4 separate regions of the Mus musculus genome follow, and all the other regions are linked to region 4. Evidence: chromatin contacts called from public HiChIP or PLAC-seq and promoter capture Hi-C data. All regions are on one chromosome and are shown on one strand. The core of a region is the stretch at or near the end of the contact, and the rest is flanking DNA. Distances in the headings are between cores, read along the strand shown. Region 1 holds the start of Zfp101 (zinc finger protein 101). Region 2 holds the start of Cbs (cystathionine beta-synthase). Region 3 holds the start of Cryaa (crystallin, alpha A). Region 4 holds the start of Cyp4f17 (cytochrome P450, family 4, subfamily f, polypeptide 17).

Region 1 (3,601 bases), core at 812-3,311, 890 kb after region 4:
ATAACTCCCTCATGAATCTAATGTTTTCTTCTAACCTCTGTGAGCATCTGGGAAACATGTTACATATCTTTTCTGTCAGGCGAAATGTTCACATAATATATATATATATATATATATATATTCATTCTACAAAATTGAGTTGGTGTTGAAAAGATAAACATAATTGATAAACCCTTAGCCAAATAAAACAAGACACACATTAATGAAATGGGAGCTGAGGAAGGAGGCATTCCAATAGACACCAAAGAAATTCAGAGAATCATGGTAACATACTTGAAAATCTTATATCTCCAGGTTGTGTGTGGTGGCGCACGCCTTTAATCCTAGCACTTAGGAGGCAGAGGCAGGCTGATCTCTGTCAGTTCAAGGCAAGCCTCATCTATATAGCACGTTCCAGGCCAGCCAAGGCTACACACAGTAAAACTCTGCCTGGAAATAAAAAAAATTAGTATGCATTCCATGCTTGCCACTAAGCAGTCAATGACACACATGCTGCTAAAGAGAAAATCCTGGGATCTTCCTGCCAGAATCTAAGGGAGAAAAACTGTACAGCAGGATGAGCACAGGGCTGACTCTGTAGAATGTTTACTTAGTATGGAGACGCCCCCCCACCCCCACCCTCGGTCCCAGCACCAGCACCACATCAAAGCAAGTGTGCTGGCTCATGCCTTGAAATCCTAAAACCTGAAGGCAGGAGGATCCCAAGTTCAAGGTCATCTACATATGGAGTTTCATGATAGCCAGGGATCTATGAAACCCGGTTTTAAAATAAAAGTAAAAGTAAAAATAAATGAAGCCGAAGAAATGAGTCAACAGGCAAAAGCAGTCGTCAAGCATGCGTTGTGACCTGTGTTTGATCCCTGAACCCAGGGAATGGACAGGAGAACCAACTCCAACCCCACAAGGGAGTCCTTTGACCTGCACAGTATATACTATGGCACGGGAGCCCAAAGATTGGCTCACCACACATGAACAACACTAATAAAATTTGAAATGTTTTGTGCACTCAAACCAACTCTCAAAAAAATACCTCATCCAGAAGATAGAAGACACGTATGTTTTTCTCCCAGATGGCCCCTGTCCACACTTTCCCTAGTCGCAAATTACACTGTCTAGAAAAACGATTTACATAAGGGCAAAGGAAACAACCGAAGATGTTAATATTTTTCTAGAGGACTGTAATCTTGGTAAATACTAATTAAGGAGCCCACCTTGTAGGGCATGATGGTGCTCGCATCTAAACTGCAGTTCTCAGGAAGCAGAAGCAGGCAGATCTCTTGAGTTCAAGGTAGGCCTGGTCTACGTAATGAGTTCCAAGAAAGGAAAGAAGACAAACAAACACACATTACAGGCAGAGGCAGGAGAATCTCTGAGTTCGAAGCCAGCCTGGTCTACCAAGTGAGTTCCAGGGTAGCCAGGGCTACTGAGAAACCCTGTCTGAAAAACAAAGAAATCAACCAATCAAAAACTCACCAGCACCACTGCCACCAAAAGCACATTACATATTCCTTCTCTTTGGAGAAGCAGCCTAGAGCAAAACTAATACAAAATCAAGGAGACCTCAGAAAACAATAAAGCAGGCCAAACGCAAGTGCAAGGTCAGACCAGCAGTAACGCTCAACACCCACGTCCTTTCACTACACTGACCAGACCGCATCACCAACCCGTGAGCGCTGCAAAGTCTGCAGGGTGCAGGACCACCGAGCTCATTCCCCATGATAGCCAAGGGACTGGGATAAAGCAGTTTTACAGCGACAGGGCAGGAGGAGCCTCCGACTCCTGGCTCCGCCGGTGCCAAGCTCCACCTCGAACTGCAGCACAGCGCCAGAGGAACGTCGGGTCGGCGGTGCCAAGCTGCGCCAGGCTACGTCAAAGCCGCGGCCCACGACTCCGGGAGCAACCGTGTACTCACCATTTCCAGCTTCGGACGCATGCGGGGGTCCTTCGGAAGAGCCTGCCGACAAAATAGGTGGCACTGACTGAAACCAGCTGTCACAACACCTCACAAAAGCTACACGGGATTCAAAAATGGAGCCAGGGGCAGAAACTTCAGAACATCCGTGTTCCTCATTTGACAGTTCCAGCAAGGAAGTAACAGCGGCTCTGATTGGCGAAAGATGCTGGACCCGCCTTCTTATTCGTGAGTAGCAGGATCAACAACCTCTCCCATACTTGACGCAAATGGGGAAAAAAAAAAAAAAAAAAAAGATAGAGCAACACCCAATCTTAACCCAGACGTTCCGTTTGGAGTAAATATGTGGGATCCTTGCATTTAAGCACGACGCCTTCTGGGATTTTAGTGCACGCACTCGCTTTGTCGTGTACTCAGTGGGCTTCTACTGTTTCACATAAAATAGCGCTACAGATTGGCTCTGGACATCCCAGACTCAGTGTAGGGAAAGGAAAACCCATGACCCCAAACAGAGAAGGTTACCCGGTCAGGAGAGGACAGTGCCAATAATGAGTGCCAACTTAAGAATCTGAGATGAGGCAAATGGACTTTTGCACCTATATTTTTTGAAAGTTAAGATTTAAAATGTTGATTGAGCCCCAGGTTTGAAAGAAACCTGTACAAATATGTTAAAGCTTTGTCTGAAGAAATAATATTTTAAAACACGTTTGATAAAGACATATGCTTTTGCAAATGTCTCTTCTTACAGGCTTTACTTGGACTACTTCTGGGTATTGAACATTATTACTATAAACCAAGCCAAGAGCAGAAAGCAACATATATGAATTAATAATGTAAATAGAAAAAAACTTGTAAGCAAAGAAGAGGCTTTCGCTCCGGTACTGGTTGGCCTTTTGTCGACTTGATGTTAGTGGGGGTCATCTGAGAGAAGGGAACTCAACTTAGAAATGCCTCCATTAGATTGGCTATAGGCAAGACTGTAGAATATTTTTGGATTAAAGAATGATGTGTGTGTGTGGGGGGGGGGGGGTTTCCAATCTACTGTATTAATGCATACTTAGGTAGATAGGCCTAGGCTGTATAAAAAGGGAGAGTGAACATGCAGTATTTCCCCATGACCTCTACTTCAGTTCCCACCTCCAAATTTCTTCTTGAGTCCTGTGATGATTATTTTTCTGGTTGTCAACTTGACTCTGTTAGTCATGAAATCAAATCTGGGAATGGAGGACATACCTGTGAGAACTTTTTGCTTGCTTTGGAGTCGGTGATTCTGCTTCAGGTCTGGACCTTTGAGGTAGGGAGTCCCAGGCCTTTGAACCAAACCTTGAATCAGCTCTAATCTAGGCTACAGGCTTTGCTAGAGCTGGACGAGGAAGCTTCTGCTCCTGCCTGCTTGCCCTAGCCTTGCTAGCATGTCCATTCCTTCACTGGCATCAGAACCTTACTTTTTAGGGATTCCAGCATAAGCTGAAGACCAGCTGAGACATTTAGCCTCGTGGTCTGAGAAACTACAGGATTCTTGGGCTTTCCATCCACAGCCAACCATTGTTGGATTAGCTAGACCGCAGCCTGTGAGTCTTTCCAGTAAACCCCTTTTCTATACATATAGAAAGATTCATTCTGTAAGCTTTGTTACTCTCAAGAACTCTAATAATTTCCCTTCATGATGAACTTTAAGCCATAAGATAA
Region 2 (3,558 bases), core at 1,003-3,502, 870 kb before region 4:
GCAGCTGGTCACATTGTTTCCACAGTTAACACCAAGAGAAAGAAAGGAACCCATGCTGCCTCCTCTGTCTAGCCTTCCCCGAGCTTACACTGTTCAGGACTCCCTGCCTAGAGAAGAGTGCAGCCCACAGGACTGGCTACTTCCGCATCAATTAATGAGCAAGTCAATTTTCTACAGACATGGCCCCCGGGCCAATGAGATCTAGGCAGTCTGTCTGTTGAGACCCCTTCTCGGATGATTCTAACCTGTGTCGAAGTGACATTTAACACAAGCCAAAGCCTTGTATAGACAACAGAAGTTGCACAATTCTGTGGACAAAGTGGAAAGGCACCCCCTCCATGTTGGCCATTTTTGCACATCAGACTAAATTGCAGATTAAAGTTATTTAGCGGTTGGATGTGTAGCTTGGTGGGAGGAGATATGGCAGTTGTCAAGTGCCAGGCCCAGTGCCAAGAAAAAAATGTGTGTGCACACAACATGTACACATTTTCTTGTTATTCCATGAAGAATGAGGCATCACAGCTTGAAAAAAATTTTATTTTAAAGCTGGGTGTCATTGTGCATACCTTTAATCCCAGCCTAGGAGGCAGAGGCAGGTGACTCTTTATGAGTTCAAGGCCAGCTTAGTCTACCTAGTAAGTTCCAGGACAGCCAGGGCTATGTAGAGATCCTGTCTCAAACAACCAACCAACCAATAAATAAATACATCTTTTAGATTTACTAATATGTATGGGGATGTTTTGCTTGCATGTATGTATGTGCACCGCGTGTGTGTGCCTGCTGCTCTTGGAGGCTAGAAGAGAGAGTCAGATCCCCTGGAAATGTAGGTACAGATGATTGTGAGCCACTAGTGGCTTCTGCAAGAACTCCAAGGGCTCTTAACCACTGAGCCATCTCTCCATATCCCCAAACTTCTGTTTGCCTAACATGAACAACTAGGTGTTCTAAGTATTCTAGATGTGATCTAGCACTCTAAAATGACGTCAGGAGCCTACCTGGCACTGGCCCATCTTATTCATTCCCTTGGTGGGGGAGGAGCAACTAACATCAAAACGCATGCGCCCAGGCGGTGGCCTAGACAGGTGCTTCTCTCCTTAGGTTCAAGAGCCCTCTCTAAACCGGGAGAGGTGGCGCACGCCTTAATCTCAGCACTCGCACTCCGGAGGCAGAGGCAGGTGGATTTCTGAGTTCGAGGCGAGGCCAGCCTGGTCTACAAAGTGAGTGCCAGGGCTATTCAGAGAAACCCTGTCTCGAAAAACAAGCAAGCAAGCAAACAAGCAAACAAACAAACAAAAGAGCCCTCTAAAAAGTCCTCTTGCTAGGCGACCCGGGCTGTAGAACTCTCCAAAACCCATGGCAGGCGCAGTTCTCCCAGTGCCATCACTTAAGCGTCCTCGTGGAACGGGAAGCCATAGAACAACCCGAACCCAAACTTGGCGAATGTGGCCCAGGGTATCCTGCTTCCCTCCCTACTCACACGGAGAGGCCGCTCTTCCAGTGGGGTTTTCCTAGGACTATGACGCTCCCGCACAGACCGCCTGGCCACTCGATCAGTGTGTGGCAGTGACGTGGGAAACTCTCCGCAGGTGTACAGCCCTAGGTCTCGCGCCCTCCCCCGCCCCAACTGGGTCCCGCACAAGGAGGAGAACCCGCTCTCCCACGACTCCGCCACCCCGCACGACACTACTTCAATATTTACCCTCACCCCGGCACCAGTGCCCCAAAGAACAATTTGCGAAACAGCGGTCTCCATCCAAAACTGGGGAAATCGATGACCCAGTTTTGTCTCTAGCGCGTCACCCTAGAACCCGGCTCCACGTTCAGAGACTAGCAGTCGTGGGACCTGAGGCCACGTGGGTGCTCAGCATAGGGCTGCGGGGAGGTCGATACTAGCGGGAAGAGGGCAATGGACGCAGGTGGCATCGAGGTGGAGGGACAAGTCAGGACGCCCCGGTGGGAGCACGGGGACCTTAGCGAGCTGCGCGTCAGGCACCGGGCTCACGAGCTGCGCGTCCAGGTACAGAGGAAGCCAAGTCCGTGCCCAGGGATGGGGAGTGCCCGCGGGCTACCGAACCGCAGCGAGGATCTCGCTGTGTGCGCGGCGTGGGAGTCAGTGCGGCCGGAGCTCACCTAGACTCGGACGCGGGAAAACGGCTCGGCCTGTGCTAGGATGGAGAGCACGCTCGGACAGGATCCCAGCTCAGATCCCAGGGAAGGGTGGCGGGTCTAGAACCAACCCAGCCACACACAACAGGCTTCGGCGATTGGCCCGGCGCCGGGGGGCGGAGGGCCGACACCCGCCAATCCTGGGCCGCAGAACGGCCTCCCACTCACCCCGCCCCCCCACACCCCTTCCCCTCTCCACCCCCACTCTGGCTCCGCCAAGCTCGGCTGGACGCCGGGCCTCCACAGCGGGGTGTCTGCTTGCTCTGGGAGTTGTGCTCAAAAGCTCGAAAGGAGAAGTTCTGCCGTCTAACACGTGTTTGTCGTGAGGCACACGACACGGAGGGGCCCCAGGTCTGTGCCCAAAGGTCTGTACCTTGCGGCACAGCCTGGCTAAGTGTCAGGGAACCTCGTTTCCCAGGACCCGATCCTCTCGAGGACGTGGAGCTTCCTAGCTTGGCAGGCTCGAGTCACACATCACTATTCTGAACGGCAGGACCTGACGCTCAAAGAGCCCAGAGTTCTTCCAAGCAACTGGCCTGAGAGGCCTGGGTCAGTGGTGTCACTGGAAGGGCGCCCCCAATATCGATATCTGTAGGAGGTTAAAAATGGGCGTGACGTATGACGTGATGGTGCCTGCAATCCCAGCATTTGGACTCGAGAGAAGTGAATCTCAAGTTTGAGTGCGAGGCCAACCTGGGCTACATAAAGAGACCTGGAAGCGGGGAGGGGGGAGGTGTCTCTCTCCATCTCTCCGGCCCTGAGTTTAGCTTGGTGAAATATGGTGAGCTCCAACTTCTGATCTTCCTGCCACCTCAGACCTGGGACTGCAGATCTGGGTCACCATACACAGCCGAATGTAGCATTTGATTAGAAGGGCCACATCTTGTTCCAGTGAGAAATCTTCTGGGCTGGAAAGTGTACGCCCTAGGGCAAGAGCCAGGGTCTGAGAAACCTGCTGCCAAGCTGGAAGGAGAGCCTGTTTGTTAGGGAGCCAGTTACTATGCTGAGTTGTTTTGCTTCCCAGTGTATCTTATTTTGTCATACCAAGGGCAAGAACACTAACAGCAATTCCCAGGGATCCTTCTCTCAAGATCCCAAATGTCTGGCCAGGTCTTAGGAGATATGATAAACGTACATTAGTGGTGGAAGTGACTTAAAGCCACGGTTACGGTGCCCTTAAGAGAAGACGAGAATTTGAATGGAGAAACAACCCTATGAAGATGCAGGCAGGCATTGGAGTTACTGTAGACACACAAGCTGCCAGGACTGCTTGGCCCTGGCTGGCTGCCACCTCCAACAAAGAAGAGGAGGACTAAAGAAATGACACCCCACCCCCAGCCCCGGTCTCCAGCATCCTGGAAACACACACACACACACACACACACACACACA
Region 3 (3,185 bases), core at 164-2,663, 830 kb before region 4:
ATGTGGTTGCTGGGAATTGAACTCAGGACCTCTGGGAGAGCAGTCAGTGCTCTTAACCACTGAGCCATCTCTCCAGTCCTGTCCTACATACTTTACAAAGACTATTGATGTGGTCATGTCTGATCTGTATTTAAGTTGCTTTGCTCCTCAGAGAGATTATTTATGTGTGCTTTATCGTGTGCACGAGAGTGAATTCATTATCTCCAGAAAATGTCACCAAATTGTGATGTGCTTGAATATGTCTAAAATAAGCCACTCTGGGTCAGACTCCTGAAGTTTGAACCGCCGTCAGCTACTTAGTCATGTTGAACTGAGCTGCTGTTTTGCCTCAAAGATCATCACTCTGCTAGCCGTGGTAGCTGAAGAGACTCCCACTGGGTGATGTTGGGACCTGTCTCCTAGTGTGGTCTGAAGAGCTGCTAAGTTGTAGTTAACAAGTACTAGGGCGGGGGCACACCGTGGGGTGCTCATTGCTTCCTGAAGCGTTTGTCATGTGCATCTTAGCTGGCGGTAGTTTCTGGAACGCCAGGAAACCTCTCCTCTGGGATGACAAGTTTTCAAGTCAAAGGTCTTTGAGGTCCTCAGACAATTTCATCACGTCTGCCAATGCCACACACAGCTGGAGTTCAGGGATGTCTTTTACCTGGTGATACCCGGATGAGAGTCCCGGCTGAGGAGCAGAGTCCTCTCCAGACTCGCCTATAACCATTCACAGGACTGGGCAGAAGCAGCTGGTTTAATAACACCCGTGGTGAAGTCATGTCGGGAAGACCTGAGGCTTTGCTGAGGATGGTGGCCAGAGGGAGGTGAGCGCAGGGTGACCCGCACAGAGGAAAGACCAGAACCACATCCAGCACACAGATCCCCTGCGACCGGCAGGGACTGGAGCAGGATTTGGCCGGTTTCTTCATTGTCTTCTGTCTGCCTTGAAACGCTGTGAGCTGTGTAATGTTTGTTCTGAGTGAGGAAAACAGAAACAAACAAACAACAAACAAACAAAACCAAAGGATGTTCTGCTTTGAACACAACGCTTTCGTTGGCGGTTTCAAGATCTCTGGAGGTTTCGGAGCTCTGCAGATGGCCTGCTAATCTGTGCCTACCTCTCCCCACCTGTGAAACAGGGCTCTGAATTCTTCCTCCAAAGGAGGCCAGGAGGGTGCCTCAGTACAATGTGGGAAGAAACAGTGATGTCCCTTGGCTCAAAGGATAAGGCTCTCCACAGACCTTCTTGGAGACATCTGGTCTGAGAGCCTCTGCTGCTCAGCGTGTGTTGCTGGGGCTGGGCAGGCGGGTGAGCATTCCAGCTGCTGACGGTGCAGCCTCTCCCCCGAGCTGAGCATAGACATTTTGGGAAATCCCTTAATTCCTCCATTCTGTGCAGGCATATATAGGGAGGGCTGGAACGCTAGCTCACCACCGCACTGCCCAGAGGCTCCTGTCTGACTCACTGCCAGCCTTCGGTCCCTGCATCACCAAATAGAAGATGGACGTCACCATTCAGCATCCTTGGTTCAAGCGTGCCCTGGGGCCCTTCTACCCCAGCCGACTGTTCGACCAGTTCTTCGGCGAGGGCCTTTTTGAGTACGACCTGCTGCCCTTCCTGTCTTCCACCATCAGCCCCTACTACCGCCAGTCCCTCTTCCGCACTGTGCTGGACTCGGGCATCTCTGAGGTAAGATGCAACCACACTGGTTCCTCCTAGCTGCTCAGAGGGGTCTTGGTCTTGTCTAGAGGACAGCTAGGGATCCTCGAGGGGCACTATGACCCTGTGCTCTCCTCAAGCAATGTCCCAGCCTCTCCCAGCCTCGTACCCGGCAGAGGTTGGGTGTGCACCCACATGCCTATGCTGAAGCCACCCACATCACCGGGATTGGGGTCGGAGGAGGAGACCAACCAGCCCGAGCCCGACTGCTGTCTTTTCCTCCCATCAGCTCATGACCCATATGTGGTTTGTAATGCACCAACCACATGCTGGAAACCCCAAGAACAACCCCGTCAAGGCAAGTTACATGGCGAAGGCAAGCGTGCTTGACCGGCCACTCCCTGGACTTTCTGTTCTTGGTGTGGGGGTTGGGATGTCCTGAAGCCCAGAGAGGACGGGCTTTCTTACAGCAGGGCAGAACCTTCTGTAGCTGGCAAAGCTGCAGATGGGGCTCCTTTCTAGCTTCCCTGATGACTGAAGAAAGGCCACATCCCTCCCTACCCAAGTGAGCCACAGTTCTAGAAGAGCTGCCTCCCTTTGCTTCAAAAGAAGGCTCCCAGAGCGGATCCAGCTGCAACTCTAGGAAGCAAATTGCCCAAATGCAGGCTCTAGCCAGGGCAGGAAGAGAGGGGTGGGAAAGGCTTTGTGTTAGCAGCTAGTAGTACTGTGGAACTGTTGGTAATATGGACAGGTGAGGTAGGCTCCTGGAGCTATGGATACACCACAGACTTTAGTCCCACCAGCTAGCCAGTTCCCAATTAGCCAGGCAAATGATCCTTAATGAACCCGCCACCCATAATCAACCATAACCAACCAGCTACCTTTAATCAACCAGCTGCTTAATCTGTTAAGAGCCATCCAAACCATAACCGGTCACTAGACCATAATCAAGCAACCGGCCAACCTGTAACTAGCATTTTGCTGACGACCAGGCAGCTTATGCTAAGTCATAAGCCATAACCTGGACTCTAATCAGCCAAGGCACTCACTGACCATTCAACCATTCTACTCTACCCAACCCTCTAATCTATAACCAGTTAGCTTAATCTATAATCAGTTGTCTGACCCAGTATACCCAGCAATGAATCGGCACTGCCCAGTCCTTGGGTCTGGAGGTCAATGTGGATCTTACCTGTGGGGCCAGGTGACAGTCCCAGCCCCAGGACACACCAGCTTTCTTGGCTTGAGGAAGCAGAGGAGTGACGGTTGGTTCTGATGGCTGAGCTCTTCCTTGTCCTATGTGATCCAGCCCATCAGGGACCATACAGCTGTTCCCCCATCCTTTGTCTCTGGAGCTGGTGGTCCTTTGGGGAGCTCCAAACGTGGGTTTGGGTTTCAGGTCCGATCTGACCGGGACAAGTTTGTCATCTTCTTGGACGTGAAGCACTTCTCTCCTGAGGACCTCACCGTGAAGGTACTGGAGGATTTTGTGGAGATTCACGGCAAACACAACGAGAGGCAGGTGAGTTTGGGCAGCATCCCC
Region 4 (3,286 bases), core at 296-2,795:
TGAGGTTGTCTGGCTTGTGTTGACTATGGTGGTAAGAGCTTTTTACCCACGGAAGCATCTCACCGGGTTATGAGTGACTTCTCTATTCTTTCTCACTAGTTTTCATTTGAAGATTCTTTTGTCAGATGATAGAACAGCAACACACTTGCTTGCTTGTGTTCTAGGTCCATTTCCTTGGCATACCCTTAAAAGTCTGTGAACTAACATTTTATTTATTTGTGTGTGTGTGTGTGTGTGTGTGTGTGTGTGTGTGTGTGGGCACACGTGCCTGTCATGCCATGGGTGTGGAGGCCAGAGGACAGTTTGCAGGAGTCAATTCTCTCCTTTCATCATGCTGGTCAGTTCTATGGAGCAGAGTGAAGCTGTTAGTCTTGGCTGCAGGTGCATTCACACTGAGCCATCTTCCTGTCCCCTGAGATAGCTTAGCGTCCTTTCACCCTGAGCTAGAATCTTATCTGCCTCTTGTAGTGAGATATTTCTTAGAAGCAGCAGATCCATGCTTGTGCCTTTATCTGGGGTGCAGTTGAGACTGAGAACACCCGAGTTATTGAAAGGTGTTTGTTGATTCCTGCAATTTTGTTGATTTTGTTTTCCTCCTTCTTCCTCTCTTGCTTTAATAATATTCTAGTGTGTTTTATTTATTTATTTATTTATTTCCTGGACTTTGTGGCCTGATTTCCCCCTCTTCAGCCTGAAGGATTCTATCAAGCATCTTCTGTAGAGCTGGCTCAGTGCTCATAAATGCCTTTGTTCTATTTTTACCGCTGATAGTTAAAAAAAATGTCCTTCTTTATGACAGACAGCTTTTCTGGATGCAGCAGTCTGGGTTGGCAGTTATAGATATCTTTTACGGCTTGAAGTCCGTCACTTGCGCATCCTTGGGCTTTTACCCTTTCAGTTGAATGAATAATAGTGTTATTCAGATGGGCCTGCCTTTGTATTGTGAATGGTGTTTTTCTCTTGGAGCTCTCAACGTGGTGCTGCTGACCCGGAGCCCACAACCCCCTCTCTCTTCTCGCCTGCCTGGATTTCCCCACGACTGGCGGCTCAGCTTGACCCCTCCCACCTACTTCCTAACTGAACTCTGGTCCCTCAGCTGGGAGTTTTAATCTTCAGAATCTCTTTTAGTCCGTTCCAGCACGGCCGGATTCTTTGTTTCTGGAAGTCTTGTCTCCACTCGGAACCTGGATTACTTGGAGGGAGAATTCTGCCAGGTTGTGCAGCTGGTAGGCAGAGGCTCGGATCCTTTCAGTCCGAACTGGAAAACACTGCCTGCTGCCCTCTAGCCTGCAGGTCCTCAGAGGACCTGCGGAGCCTAGTGAGAACGGGACAGATTGTAAACTTTGGGTCTCTAGACACCTTTGTCTTGGTTCAGATGGAAGGTGTTGAATCCTGAGGACCCTGCTTGCCTGGACATGTGACCCTGGATTGGCTCCAATTGCTTCGGGTTGGCCCCGCCCCCGCCCCGCCCCCGCCCCCGCCCCCCGCATTTTGATATTCTACCCAGGCTGGGAGGAGGGCTCTGGGCCACCGAGGGATTGGCTCAGTCCAGCTCATCGTCCTGCTCAGCCGGTAGCCAGGATCAAAAACATTTCCAGGGAAGAGCGGACGTTTCTGGGACGCATTACTCCTGAGAAAAGGTGCCGGACTTGGGACACACGGAAGGCCCCTACTGAACAGTGGAAGCTCTGTTACAGCTGGGGTGGCTCTGCAGGCAGGCCTGATTTCCCAGTTACTACGCTACATACCTGTGCTTCAGTCTAGGCCAACGCAGACTATAAACAGATCCTATCTGCCTCTCTCCTGCCTGATTCTCTGTCTCTCCGTAGCCCTGGGTGTCCCTTTTCCTTCCTGTGTTCTAGTCCTCTAAGTCACCATCTCTGTCCAGTGACCATGGAGGGCCACCTCTGTCTCCTGGGCCTCAGGATCTCACTTCTGGCCTATCTTTCTTGCAGGATGCTACAGCTGGGCCTGTCCTGGCTGGGACTGGGGCCTGGAGCTGCCTTCCCATGGCAACTTCTGCAGTTGGTTGGGGCCTCCTTGTTCCTGGCTCGAATTCTGACCTGGATTTGTGCCTTCTATGACAACTACTGCCGTCTCCGCTGCTTCCCCGAGCCCCCTTCGCGGCACTGGTTTTGGGGTCACATGAGCATGGTGAGTGTGGCAGCAGGTAGGTCTGGTGTGTCAGGAAAGGCTCTTAGGAACCTGGGAGTCGTGAGAGGGTGGAGAGGTGAGGGAGGGAGGCTGAGTGAGTCTCTATCTAGTCACATACCCGGCATATCTACTCCTGGCCTCTGTCTACACCACGTTTTGAGGCTTTTTTCTTTTTTGCCCTTTCTCGTTCCCAGCTAACTTCGGATCACATTCTGATAAGAACTCATGTTTTAAGATCTCTTTCTGTTGCTTGTTCAGTCCTGTTCTGTGTTGTTAGTGCCCCCCACCCCACCCCACCCCAGGATAGGTTGAGGGAGCAGAGCTCTCCCCCTCAATGTGCTATTTCACTTAACGTTGTTGGAGTTGAGCCTTTCTAGTGGAATAAATTGGGTATGCTCCTTTCTTAGCCCATCTCTGCTGGCCAGAGTCTCTTGAGGGACAGCGATGCTGAATGGCAGAAGTTGACATCCCTCCTCTCCAATTTTTAAAATTCTTTCTCTCTCTCTCTCTCTCTCTCTCTCTTTCTTTCTTTCCTTTCTTCCTTCCTTCTTCTTCTTTCTTTTTTTAAATGAGATTTATTATATATTGTATATAATATATAAAACATATAATATATTTTTATATATTTATTATATATTATATAATATATAAAATATATAATATATATATATTATATATTATATATATATTTTATATGTATGTATCTTGCCAACATTGGTGCTTGTGTACCATGTGTGTGCCTATTGCTCAAAGAGTTCAGAAGAAGGCATTGGATCTCCCAGAACTGGAGTTATAGGTGGCTGTGAGCTACCTTGTAGGTTTTAGAAATCAAAACCATGTCCTTTCCAAGATTAACAAGTGCCCTTAACCTCTGAACCATATCTCCAGCCCCACCAATTCCTCCCCTGTCTTATCTAACTCTTCCTCCTCAAAAATGTGTCAGAGGACTCCATTGTCTGAATTAGGTCAGAGTTGAGCACTCTGTTTTCCTCTGTGGTATTGAGGTGACACACTGACTGTCTTGTGCTCCCTAGAAAATGAAGGGTTCCACTACTAGGCCAGCCACTTTTCCTATTTTTCCAGAAGGCACCACTGTGGCCTCTCCTGTATGGCTACACATCCTGGAAAGACT

What was found. Promoter capture Hi-C pulls out the DNA fragments that hold promoters and counts their contacts. HiChIP or PLAC-seq counts read pairs in DNA pulled down with a chosen protein or histone mark.
Region 1: a contact with region 4 is called in a promoter capture Hi-C map of liver, with 4 times the contacts expected there. The contact joins the promoter of Zfp101 here to the promoter of Cyp4f17 in region 4. A contact is called at or near these places in 7 of 39 promoter capture datasets (the 3T3-L1 cell line, 3T3-L1-derived adipocytes, frontonasal cranial neural crest and 3 more), 1 of 115 datasets of contacts at active chromatin or transcription factors (bone marrow-derived macrophages) and 1 of 9 other capture datasets (embryonic stem cells).
Region 2: an H3K27ac HiChIP or PLAC-seq map of embryonic stem cells shows a contact between it and region 4, with 5 read pairs. The contact joins the promoter of Cbs here to the promoter of Cyp4f17 in region 4. A contact is called at or near these places in 1 of 39 promoter capture datasets (liver), 1 of 115 datasets of contacts at active chromatin or transcription factors (embryonic stem cells) and 1 of 9 other capture datasets (adipose tissue).
Region 3: a promoter capture Hi-C map of hippocampal neurons shows a contact between it and region 4, with 3 times the contacts expected there. The contact joins the promoter of Cryaa here to the promoter of Cyp4f17 in region 4. A contact is called at or near these places in 9 of 39 promoter capture datasets (the 3T3-L1 cell line, 3T3-L1-derived adipocytes, the C10 cell line and 5 more), 1 of 15 datasets of contacts at CTCF or cohesin (embryonic stem cells), 21 of 484 Hi-C or Micro-C datasets (B cells, the Ba/F3 cell line, CD4 T cells and 14 more), 2 of 115 datasets of contacts at active chromatin or transcription factors (embryonic midbrain and embryonic stem cells) and 1 of 9 other capture datasets (liver).

What each region holds. Positions count from the first base shown.
Region 1 is chr17:33,392,576-33,396,176 of GRCm38.p6, forward strand. It overlaps Zfp101 (zinc finger protein 101), which reads right to left and starts at 2,062. Exons shown (of 4, transcript NM_009542.2): 1 at 1,913-2,062. The coding sequence starts at 1,933.
Region 2 is chr17:31,634,953-31,638,510 of GRCm38.p6, forward strand. It overlaps Cbs (cystathionine beta-synthase), which reads right to left and starts at 2,253. Exons shown (of 17, transcript NM_144855.3): 1 at 2,131-2,253.
Region 3 is chr17:31,676,518-31,679,702 of GRCm38.p6, forward strand. It overlaps Cryaa (crystallin, alpha A), which reads left to right and starts at 1,414. Exons shown (of 3, transcript NM_001278570.1): 1 at 1,414-1,672; 2 at 3,042-3,164. The coding sequence starts at 1,484.
Region 4 is chr17:32,504,939-32,508,224 of GRCm38.p6, forward strand. Cyp4f17 (cytochrome P450, family 4, subfamily f, polypeptide 17) reads left to right here and starts at 1,546. Exons shown (of 13, transcript NM_001101445.2): 1 at 1,546-1,640; 2 at 1,956-2,154. The coding sequence starts at 1,957.